Linked DNA regions of Danio rerio: region 1 is linked to region 2. The links are chromatin contacts, called in public Micro-C maps. All regions are on one chromosome and are shown on one strand. The core of a region is the stretch at or near the end of the contact, and the rest is flanking DNA. Distances in the headings are between cores, read along the strand shown.

The links. A called contact is a pair of places that touch in the nucleus more often than the background predicts.
Region 1: a Micro-C map of caudal fin shows a contact between it and region 2, with 10 times the contacts expected there. The contact joins the promoter of nxn here to the promoter of mrm3a in region 2. A contact is called at or near these places in 10 of 18 Hi-C or Micro-C datasets (caudal fin, embryo, fibroblasts and 3 more) and 4 of 4 datasets of contacts at active chromatin or transcription factors (caudal fin, embryo, gastrula embryo and 1 more).

Annotation. Positions count from the first base shown.
Region 1 is chr15:18,752,455-18,757,539 of GRCz12tu, reverse strand. It overlaps nxn (nucleoredoxin), which reads left to right and starts at 2,239. Exons shown (of 8, transcript NM_001020595.1): 1 at 2,239-2,718. The coding sequence starts at 2,410.
Region 2 is chr15:18,612,931-18,618,049 of GRCz12tu, reverse strand. mrm3a (mitochondrial rRNA methyltransferase 3a) reads right to left here and starts at 1,565. Exons shown (of 4, transcript NM_001017695.2): 1 at 1,178-1,565. The coding sequence starts at 1,548. glod4 (glyoxalase domain containing 4) reads left to right here and starts at 3,108. Exons shown (of 9, transcript NM_001004613.1): 1 at 3,108-3,291; 2 at 3,472-3,521; 3 at 3,630-3,750; 4 at 4,649-4,793; 5 at 4,975-5,111. The coding sequence starts at 3,202.

The DNA of each region.
Region 1 (5,085 bases), core at 990-3,489, 140 kb before region 2:
CTCTTATAGGTAAATATCTAAAAACTCTAAAGATCATATTTTGAACCCTCTGCACGGTGTCACCATATGGCAACATGATCCTTATGTTTATTTCCCTGCCAATGTTTCTTTAAGACCAACATATATATTTTTATTTATTTATTTTTTATTTTTTTGGAAAGAGAAGACCTTAGTGTAGCCATTGATGTGCTTTGGTTAAGTCACATGACATTCAGTCTTTTTCTGTGGCGTGATTTCTGACAGACTGGCGTTAAGTGTGAGTAATTGCTAAATTATGTCAGACCCACAAAAATATCTAAGACTATGTTTAATGACATATTGCCAGCTCTGTTTTTTTTTTAAAATCAAATTAGTTTTTTATAAATCGATCAAATGTAAGTGTTGCCAAATGGTGCATGTGCAATAGTGGAACATGCAATATTGCAACGGTTTAGCTAGTTCAGCTATGAACTTTTAAGTAGTGACAATAGCAACATGAAAGCTAGTAATATAATGTTGATAAGTCATGTGTTAATGCCATTTGCATTATGGATAAAATCTAGTTTTAATGTCAATACTATTTTTGAATACATATGAATACAGGGAACAGTGTATTAGGGAGCACATGTTTTATAATTAGTGAAAGAAGAAAATGACACAACTGGCTCTTCCTGCAGATAAAAGTGAGGATGAGATGGATTTTAGTGACCATGAGAATGCTGCAGACTGGACATTTGATAGAGGAAGTTCAGGTACTGTAAGTTTGCTCAAATCAGATAAGACAGGTGTACTATAATATATAGCATAATATATAAACATTGTTAGCTAGGAGGGGGTGAGGCAGTGGCGCAGTAGGTAGTGCTGTCGCCTCAAAGCAAGAAGGTTGCTGGGTCGATGGTTCGAACCTCGACTCTGTGTGGAGTTTGCATGTTCTTCGCCTTCGCGTGGGTTTCCTCCGGGTGCTCCAGTTTCCCCCACAGTCTAAAGACATGCGGTACAGGAGAATTGTGTAGGCTAAATTGTCCGTAGTGTATGTGTGTGTGTGTGTGTGTGTGGATGTTTCCCAGAGATGGGTTGCGGCTGGAAGGGCATCCGCTGTGTAAACACTTGCTGCATAAGTTGGCGGTTCATTCTGCTGTGGCGACCCCGGATTAATAATGGGACTAAGCCGACAAGAAAATGAATGAATGTTAGCTAGTAGCTACACTATTCTTATGCATCTGAATATACTAGACTTGTTGTTTATTTGTTATAATATTTACTGTATGTTGATTACATGATAAGACAATATTAGGTTTGTTTTTAATAATATTCACCAAAAAATAATAGAATAAATGAAAGCTGTTGGAATATGAGTTGTTTGGAAAGTGTGTATAAGGGGTCATTTTACACTCCCAGAAATAAAGGTACACAAGCTCTCACTGGGGTGGTGCCTTTTCAAAAGTAGCACACTTGTATTTGAAGGGTCCATATTGGTATCTCAAAAGTATTTATTAGTACCTACAAATTTTAAGAGTAACACTTTTGTACTTTTTTAGAAACTAATATGTACCCCTGAGGTATTATTATGGACCTTATAGGTACAAGTTTGTAGGCTACCTTTTATAAGGTACCCCTCCAGTGACAGCTCATGTACCTCTATTTTTAAGAGTATATAAGAGACTCATATGTTAATAAATTTGACTCATTTAGTCAGTTAACCCTTTACCACACACATTATGATAAATATATTAAAAATATTTGACTGTTTTTCTTTTCTTAAAATGGCTTAAAATTTAAAAACTTAAATTTTTTTGGGAAAAAAAATCTTTTTTTAAGGTACTTTATGAAATGTTGCCATATGGCAGCAATGTCCAACAGTTGATCTAACTTAGAAAATTCAAATTTAAATCTTTCCTTTAATTAATAATTTTGTTGTTTGAAATTATTTAATTGCAGTATTATAAGCTTTAACATATAAGGCACTATAACCACTTAACGCAGACTTAAATTATCATTTTAACTATTAAAATGTATTTAAATAAGGATATTGTTTTTAACTTGTATTCTATTTTATTTTCTATCAGTTTACTCAAAGGAAGTTTTCGAGTCAAAGTTTTTTTTTAATGACATCACTATATTTAAAAATCGACAACTTAATTGAACACCCTCTACAGTACGTGCAATGGCAGCATGTGTCCACTAGATGTAGCGAGAGCCTCGCAGCGGGAGTCTGCAGTCGCTGTCGCCGAGGGCCGGTCTCTATGAGCGGAGCAGCGCATTCCTGAACACCGCTCAGTGGAGACGTTCGACGGCCGTTGCCTCTGCGCTCGAACCCGCGCCGCTTACAAACCGGACACACGGGCCTCGGGATATCCACCTGGCTTCAGTTCTTACCCGCCGAATAAGCGAACAAAAGCACAAGGAGTCGGTTTCGAGGGCTCAGTAGCGATGTCGGAGTTTCTGGTGAATCTGCTCGGAGAGCGGCTCGTCAACGGGGAGAAAGCCGAGGTGGATGTGCAGGCGCTGGGCAGCAGGCTGTCTCTGCTCGGGCTTTACTTCGGCTGCAGTTTAAACGGCCCCTGCAAGCAGTTCAACGCCAGTCTGACCGAGTTTTACAGCAAGTTTAAGAAATCCTCCGAGCACAAGGACAAATTGGAAATCGTCTTCATCTCTTCGGATCAGGACCAGAAACAGTGGCAGGACTTCTTGCAGGAGATGCAATGGCCGGCGTTGCCTTTTAAAGACAGACACAAAAAGGTAAGATGATGGATGACATACGTATTGATGTTTATTAAGTCATGCATTGATCAATGTCATGAACAGACTGGAAGTGTGGGTTTGTGTGAGTGTGTGGGCAGGTGTAAAGGATGAAAAAAAGTCGGATCTGAAAGGTTGACATCTTTTGACCTCTTATAATAACTAATTGGTTCATGGTAAATGATCAGTTTTGTTATTATATTCTTCCAAATATTCATCTTGTTCCCAGAGCATGAATTAAAAAAAAGCTTTATTGGTTACACTGAACATAAAAACTGAGATTTTTCTTATTTTTTCAAGGCAGCATTATCATTATGTATTTTTTATTCTTCAATTGAATCAAATCTTAATTTTTTCAGTTTTTGTTGCAAAAGACTTTTGGCAGACAAAAAAAGGTGGAATGTTTTCCTGATAAAACACACAAAGAAAAGCAGCCACACTTGAATTTTATGACTACTCTCACTGAGCGCTATATGAATAACCTATAATCCCAGAAAATAATAAATCATTTGTTGCAGGCAGGTGTCTTTTTATTTTAGCTGGAGGCTTTATTCTGTTGGGTGTGCTGCAAACACATCCTTTACAAACCACAGCACACACATAACCCTGCCTAAACCATTACACAATCACCATCCCATATATGAGCTGCCAACCTAAACATTTCTTTTTTGGTTTACACTTGCTTACATAGTTAAAAAATCCCGGCTGCTTATGTTCCCCTTAACTTTCAGACACATCCAGTATAAGGGGAAAAAGGCTGTTCAGGAAAACACCTTAATTACGGATGAGATTATTATAAGCTGTTACAAAATAATCAGAGAAATAATTAGATGCCAAATCCATCTTTACAAGGTGAATTAAAGATATTCCTTTTGACATTTAGAGTTGATATTTGCTCTTAAGTGCACAGGTTAATTTTCGAATGATTAAATAACTATAAAACATGATTTATTTAATCGTTTTATAGTCCCTTTTCAAATAAAGGTGTAGCAGTTTTTTTCTAAAACTAACCAAACCTGTTTCATTATTAAAAGCACATTGGGTGTTCAGATTAAAGGCCTGTTTTTATGTCATTTACTAAAACAAATCTGCATCTCGGAACACTTTTAATTGAGTTATCCACACATAAATATCTTCAAATAATGCTTCAGGTTGCATAAGTGATGAGAAATGACCTTTATTAAATCTGGATTACTGCCAGAGATGTTAATTCATTTATTACGATTGACAGAATTGCATTGAAAGTACTGTATGTGTTAGTGTGTGTGTGTGTTACTGTGTGTGTGTTCTTCTTTTTCTCCTGTACATTTACCGCCCTCTCATTAGTTTGATATTGCAGTGCTGTAGTGTTTATTTTTTATGGATAATACCATTTGGATCATGCTCAGATTTGCCCCTGTGTGCTGGGATCCATTTTGGTCCACTGCACCAGCTCCACCTCCCGCAGCATGTCTTGGCAGGTCTCGCTGACGAGCAAATGATGTAGGTTTAATGGCTCATACTGGTTTTACAGTGGCATCGGTGGCAGGCATATAAATGTTTAGGATCAAATTTGCCACCGTGTAAAAATGCTGATTGTGTCACATGCAGTGTTTTCATGATGCAGGATGGGAAATGCTTTGTGTGTGCATGTGCGGTGAGAATATAAACAATGAAGTATTGTGTTGTTTAGGGAAGAGCGAGGGTAATTAAGCTTAGATTTGTGTTTGCTGTGTTGTGCAAGAGTTGCTTTTTGTAAAAGATATTCAGTGCGGAATGAAGCTGAAAGAATACTGCTTGGATGGTACTTTTATTTCTTTAGGCCATAACTACATTTGAATGGTTTCCTTTTTTATTTTATTATTTATATTTTTCCATTTATGTAATTTTTTATTGTATAATGATATGTAACAGTTTTGTGCAAAATATATTGCTTCAAATTCCAGAGGAAAACCTTTTTTTTTTGGTTTGTTTTAGTAAATGTTTTTATTTTATTTTATTTTTTTTATAGATTTTAGGATTATGTATTGCCTTATTTCCAAATGTTTAGTTCTAATTGTTTGCAGATATTTCCATATATAGTATTAACATCATTATGATCTCCTGCCAGTAGCCAGAATTATTGTATTTTTTAATTATCCAAATTCTCATGTGCGAAAATAAACATTCATTCATTCATTTTATTCAGCTTAGTCCCTTATTTATCAGGGGTCACCACAGTGGAATAAACTGCCAACTATTCCGCAATATGTTTTACGCAGCAGATGCCCTTCCAGCTGCAACCCAGTACAGGAAAAAAAAACACAAACATGTGAAGTCAGAATTATTAGCCACCCTGTTTATTTATTTCCCCAATTTCTATTTAACCGAGAGAAGATTTTTTCAACA
Region 2 (5,119 bases), core at 316-2,815:
AATATAATATGTTTTATTTTAAGAAACATTTAAAATATTGTGGAAGAGTAGCTTTTAATGTGAAGGGTCCTTTTCAGCTGGTGATACTGTTGCCCTAAAAAACTGTGAAAATAAAAACACATAAAAAAAACCTTACATATACTATAGAAACGATATAACAAAAAGTTTTGGTGGTTTTAAAACCTTGACTTTCCAAACCTCAGTAAACCTTGAAAATGGTTATCATTAGCATTGCAACTACATGCCAATTACGTCTCATTTGAGTATTAGTAGACTGTCTGCTTAAGATCTGTTGATTTTGCTCCTTCAATAGACATTTAACTGACTATAAGAAACTTTGAAAGTACATGACAACTTACACTAACCCTAACCCCAACCTAACAGACTACGTACTTATAATCTAATGAGAATTAGTTGGCATGTAGATTAAAAGTAACTTAAATTCAACAAAATGTGTGAAAGGGACCATCAAAATAAAGTGATACCATTAATATTGATAGTAATAACTATATTATATATTACTATATTATATATTATATATTAATATAATTTTTGGTTAAAAATGCTTTTTCAGGTTTTGCCTGTGGAGCAAATGCTCATCTTTTATTGTTTTCTGGTTTTGTGAAAACAATAAACTATGAGCATTTGCTCTGTGTTAACTGTTTTTTATTATATATCCATGTTCGTTTTTTAATGTAAAGTTAATAAATGATTTGGCAATACATGTGTAACTTTTGTCATGCCAATAAATGCAATTATTGTACTGAATTAAGTAAGAGCAGTGCGGTGGCGTAGTGAGTAGCGCCCCACTGCAAAAAAGGTCACTGGTTTGAGCCTCGGCTGGGTGAGTTTGCATGTACTCCCTGTATTTGCGTGGGTTTCCTTAGTTCAATTCAATTCAATTCAATTCAGCTTTATTTGTATAGCGCTTTTACAATGGAGATTGTGTCAAAGCAGCTTCACATAAATGGTCATAGTAACTGGATCAGGGTAGTTTAGTTTTTAGTGTTTAAGTTCAGTTCAGTTTAGCTCAGTTCAGTGTGGTGTGCTTAGTTCAGCTCCGTGTGCTTACAAAATCAATGAAATAATAATGATTATTATTACTACGTATTTTGCCATTTATAACTGTACATTCTGATGAAATTGTGGTGTTTCATAATAACAGTACGTTACTCACGCGAGTCTGTTGTCTCCGGCAGGGGCCTTTTCAAAGCGCAGCCCTGCAAGTTTGAGTTTATTAATCTGAGGAGACTCTTCTGCGCGTTCAGACACATAACCGCTGCAATTTTTGTAAGCAGCTCTCTCTGTGACGTCCTTTCTGGCTTTGCCCTTCTGTGTGAACCCCTGGCTCGTTATATCAGTTACTCTTTTTGATTTTATTAATGTCTCTCGTTCACCATCCGGGTACAATACAGCCACGGTTCTCCGCCGGAGGCCTCGGAGAAATCGCCTGGAATTAACCAAGATCTGGTAACGTTCTCTCTGAAATAAACTACGCTCTCCTAACATCACAAGTCCTCGACTCACGTTGTACATGAGCGCCGCCATCTTTGTTGTCATCTTCCGCGTCACTGTGGGAACGAACGAGCGTACCAATTCGTGAATGAGTTGTTCTTTTGAGTCGATTCTTTGAATCAAATCAGAAGGTTTATGTTCAAACCTGTTCATTCTTAGCACTTTATTGGACTTTGCTATGTAACAACAAAAGAACAGTGGATTTCTTGCATTTTTCTTTATCATCTTTTGCAGAAAAAGTGTAAAATTATTACACTTATTTAGATTTTCTGCTTGTGTCACAAAAAAAAGATAAATTCAATCTATCTATTAAAATTATATTCAAATACATTTCAGTACATTGTAGCATGTTTGAAAAGGTTTAATACAGTTCCTGTGTTCTATTTGGGGTGTATCTGTATTTGCAATGTGGGGTTGTAAGGGGCTTGACTTGGGGAAAAGCGAGTCTGCGCACTCGAGAGGGAGGGAGCGTTTTTCTGATTGTTGGATGAGACAGTTATAATATTGTGTGGGTGAACAGTGTGGGTTTGGGAGTGAACACAAGGATGTCTGAACGTGCAAAAGTTGATTAAAAAGACAAGTTGAACTGTTTCAGTTCGTTACAATATTTTATCATTTTTGTCTGTGATTTGTTAATATTTTTGTGGGTAAATGGTTTATATTTCTTATTAATATTAATACTACTACAACTACTGATAAAAATAATAATTATAAAAAATATATAACTCTAAGCACAACTGGACATAGTTCAATAATTTATGTAATGTTCCTGTTCAGTCTTAAATACATGCTCTTATTTCAGCTTTGAGATTTCATATTCCAAACTTTTTCATACTGCTTCCTGTGGGTACTCGGCACAAGGACTGCTAGTAATTTCTTTTTAGCATAAAAAATGTTAAATATATCTGTTATTGGCTACAGAGTACAATTAAAACGGATTTAAATTATTTAATTATTTTAAAATTATTTAATAAACATATGTAATTATTACTGGATAATGTAATTTATCCTACTTGCTTTAACGAAATAATAATAATAATAACTATAATAATAATAATAATAATAATAATAATGATGATGATGATGATGATGATAATAATAATAATGATAATAATAATAATAATAATAATAATAATAATAATAATAATAATAATAATAATAATAATAAATAATGCCATGTGAAACAATGATATATTCGGAGTGAACATCCTAATTCTTTAAATGTAACATTGTAGAGTATGTGGAAAATGGAAATGGTTTTGTAAATGTGTAAATGTGTTCAAAGCGTAAAAGAAAATTGTGTCTACAACCGAAACAGCTGATGTTGGATCCGACTCTTTGGAACAAACAGGTCAAAGGAACCGATTCAAGTGATCCATCTCTTCATTAAAATGGACTGTACCAAAATAATTTTTGTGTGATAACTTACCAAACTGTTAGTCAAAATCAACATTTTCCAGTCTATGGTCATAATATACTTTAAAATGGATGTTTTAGTTCATTTGCAGTACGTTATATGAAATAAAGCCGTAATATGGCTGCATGATTGTACAGGTAAACATAAAACTAACGAGTCTTTTGGTTCAACGTCTGTGGGCTGTCGATAGCAGAGCAGTCGATGGCTAGTCCTGTGTATCGACACAGTTTGAGGGATCATTGCGTTTACAGTGGGAAACTTCACCAGTGATGGCACTTAGACGAGCATTACATTTCGTTTTTAAAGTTGGAGACAGGACCAAGACAGCCACTTTTTATCGGGATGTCTTGGGAATGAAGGTAAAATCGCTGTCAACGTTAATATCTTGTTTATGTAGAGGGAACTTTGCCTCCTAATATTGTTTATGAGGTATTAACTTTGTTACTTGCCTGTGCAGATTTTGACCCGTCACATTCCACATATTTGTTTAGACTCAAACTTTAGATGTATAAACGTTCATAAATATATATCATTTGTAGATTCTGCGCCATGAAGAATTTGAGGAGGGCTGCAAAGCAACATGTAATGGGTCAGTCATAGTTTATTTAATTTTCATGTGACTAAGTAGCTTAATAAAGAATACAATATCTAATAAATATGGTAAACTAAAAGCATATATTTGTTGTTTTGGTTTCAGTCCATATGATGGAAAATGGAGCAAAACCATGGTGGGCTTTGGACCAGAAGATGACCACTTTGTTGCAGAGTTGACCTATAATTATGGAGTGGGTGAATATCGCCTTGGCAATGATTTCCTGGTAAATTATATTTTTCTATAAAACATTTTGATTTCAAAACCTTGCAAATAGGCGCTTAACATCTAAGATTACTGAACAAAAATGTACTTATATAAAACATTTCGACACATGAAACAATACAGCGAATAGAATTACAATTTTTGTATTTCAAATTGTCAAATTGTGCCATTTATTTAGAATTCTTATTTTTTTAAGTATGTAATAAGGAATATCATACATGTGATGATACATCCATTAAACTGTCATTTAGTGTATTAGTTATTTAATACTGTATTATCTCTTGTCAGATTTACAGGTATTTATTATCATTTGATGACTGCTTAGAAGTACCAAAAATTCTAATTAATTTTCATTGTTATGCTGAATGATGATGATCATTATTTTAGGCAAAATTTAATCATTTGTTTTAACATTTTTATTAGAAAGTAGACACTAAACTTTCACTTAATATGCTTTATATGTATGTAAAATCTAATCCACACATGTCAAAATTAGCATTTTGAAAACAGGACATAATGACAATATAAGTATGAATTCTACCTTAATTCATGGCCACCAATAAAATAACCATACTCTTTGAAGTATTACAGCTTCTGTTTTATTTAAATGTAATTTAGAAACATAAATTATTTGTTCATTTATGGTCATTAAGTTGACAAATTATGATAATCGTGTTATGCAGCACGATCCAAAAAGCAAAAATGCAATACTTTATTATTATTATTATTATTATTATTATTATTATTATTATTATTATTATTATTATTATTATTATTATTATTTATAACAGTATGTCCTTTTTTTGGTGGCCTAGAATTCACTAGCATTCAGACTTTTATTGTAAACTAAATTCTGTTTCATGACATAACTAAAGCTGTGTTTTTCTCTTCACTGTTAGGGTCTCACTCTTCAGTCAGCTCAGGCTGTCAGTAATGCTAAGAGGTTAAACTGGCCTCTTACACAAGTTGGAGATTGTCTCTACATGACTGAGGCTCCAGGTGGATACCGCTTCTACCTCATAGACAAGGAACAGCCAAACTCTGGTGGGTATTTGCCGAAAAAAATGTGTTACACTTGAATAATTGCTATTCATTACAGAAATAAGAACAACTGTGTCATAATAGGGATGTGAGAGCTTCCTTTTATGAAATGTTTATATAAATGAGGTCACAGTGTGCCATTATGAGTCTTCTCTTAACTGATTGCTTCTTTTCCTGGTAATAGATCCCGTCCAGAAAGTCTCTCTGGCAGTGTCTGATCTGCAGCGTTCTGTTCATTATTGGTCTGGCCTGCTGGGAATGAAAGTTATTGAGAAAAATGAGGACAAAAAGATTGCAGTAATGGGATTCTCAGATAATCAGGTTTGGCT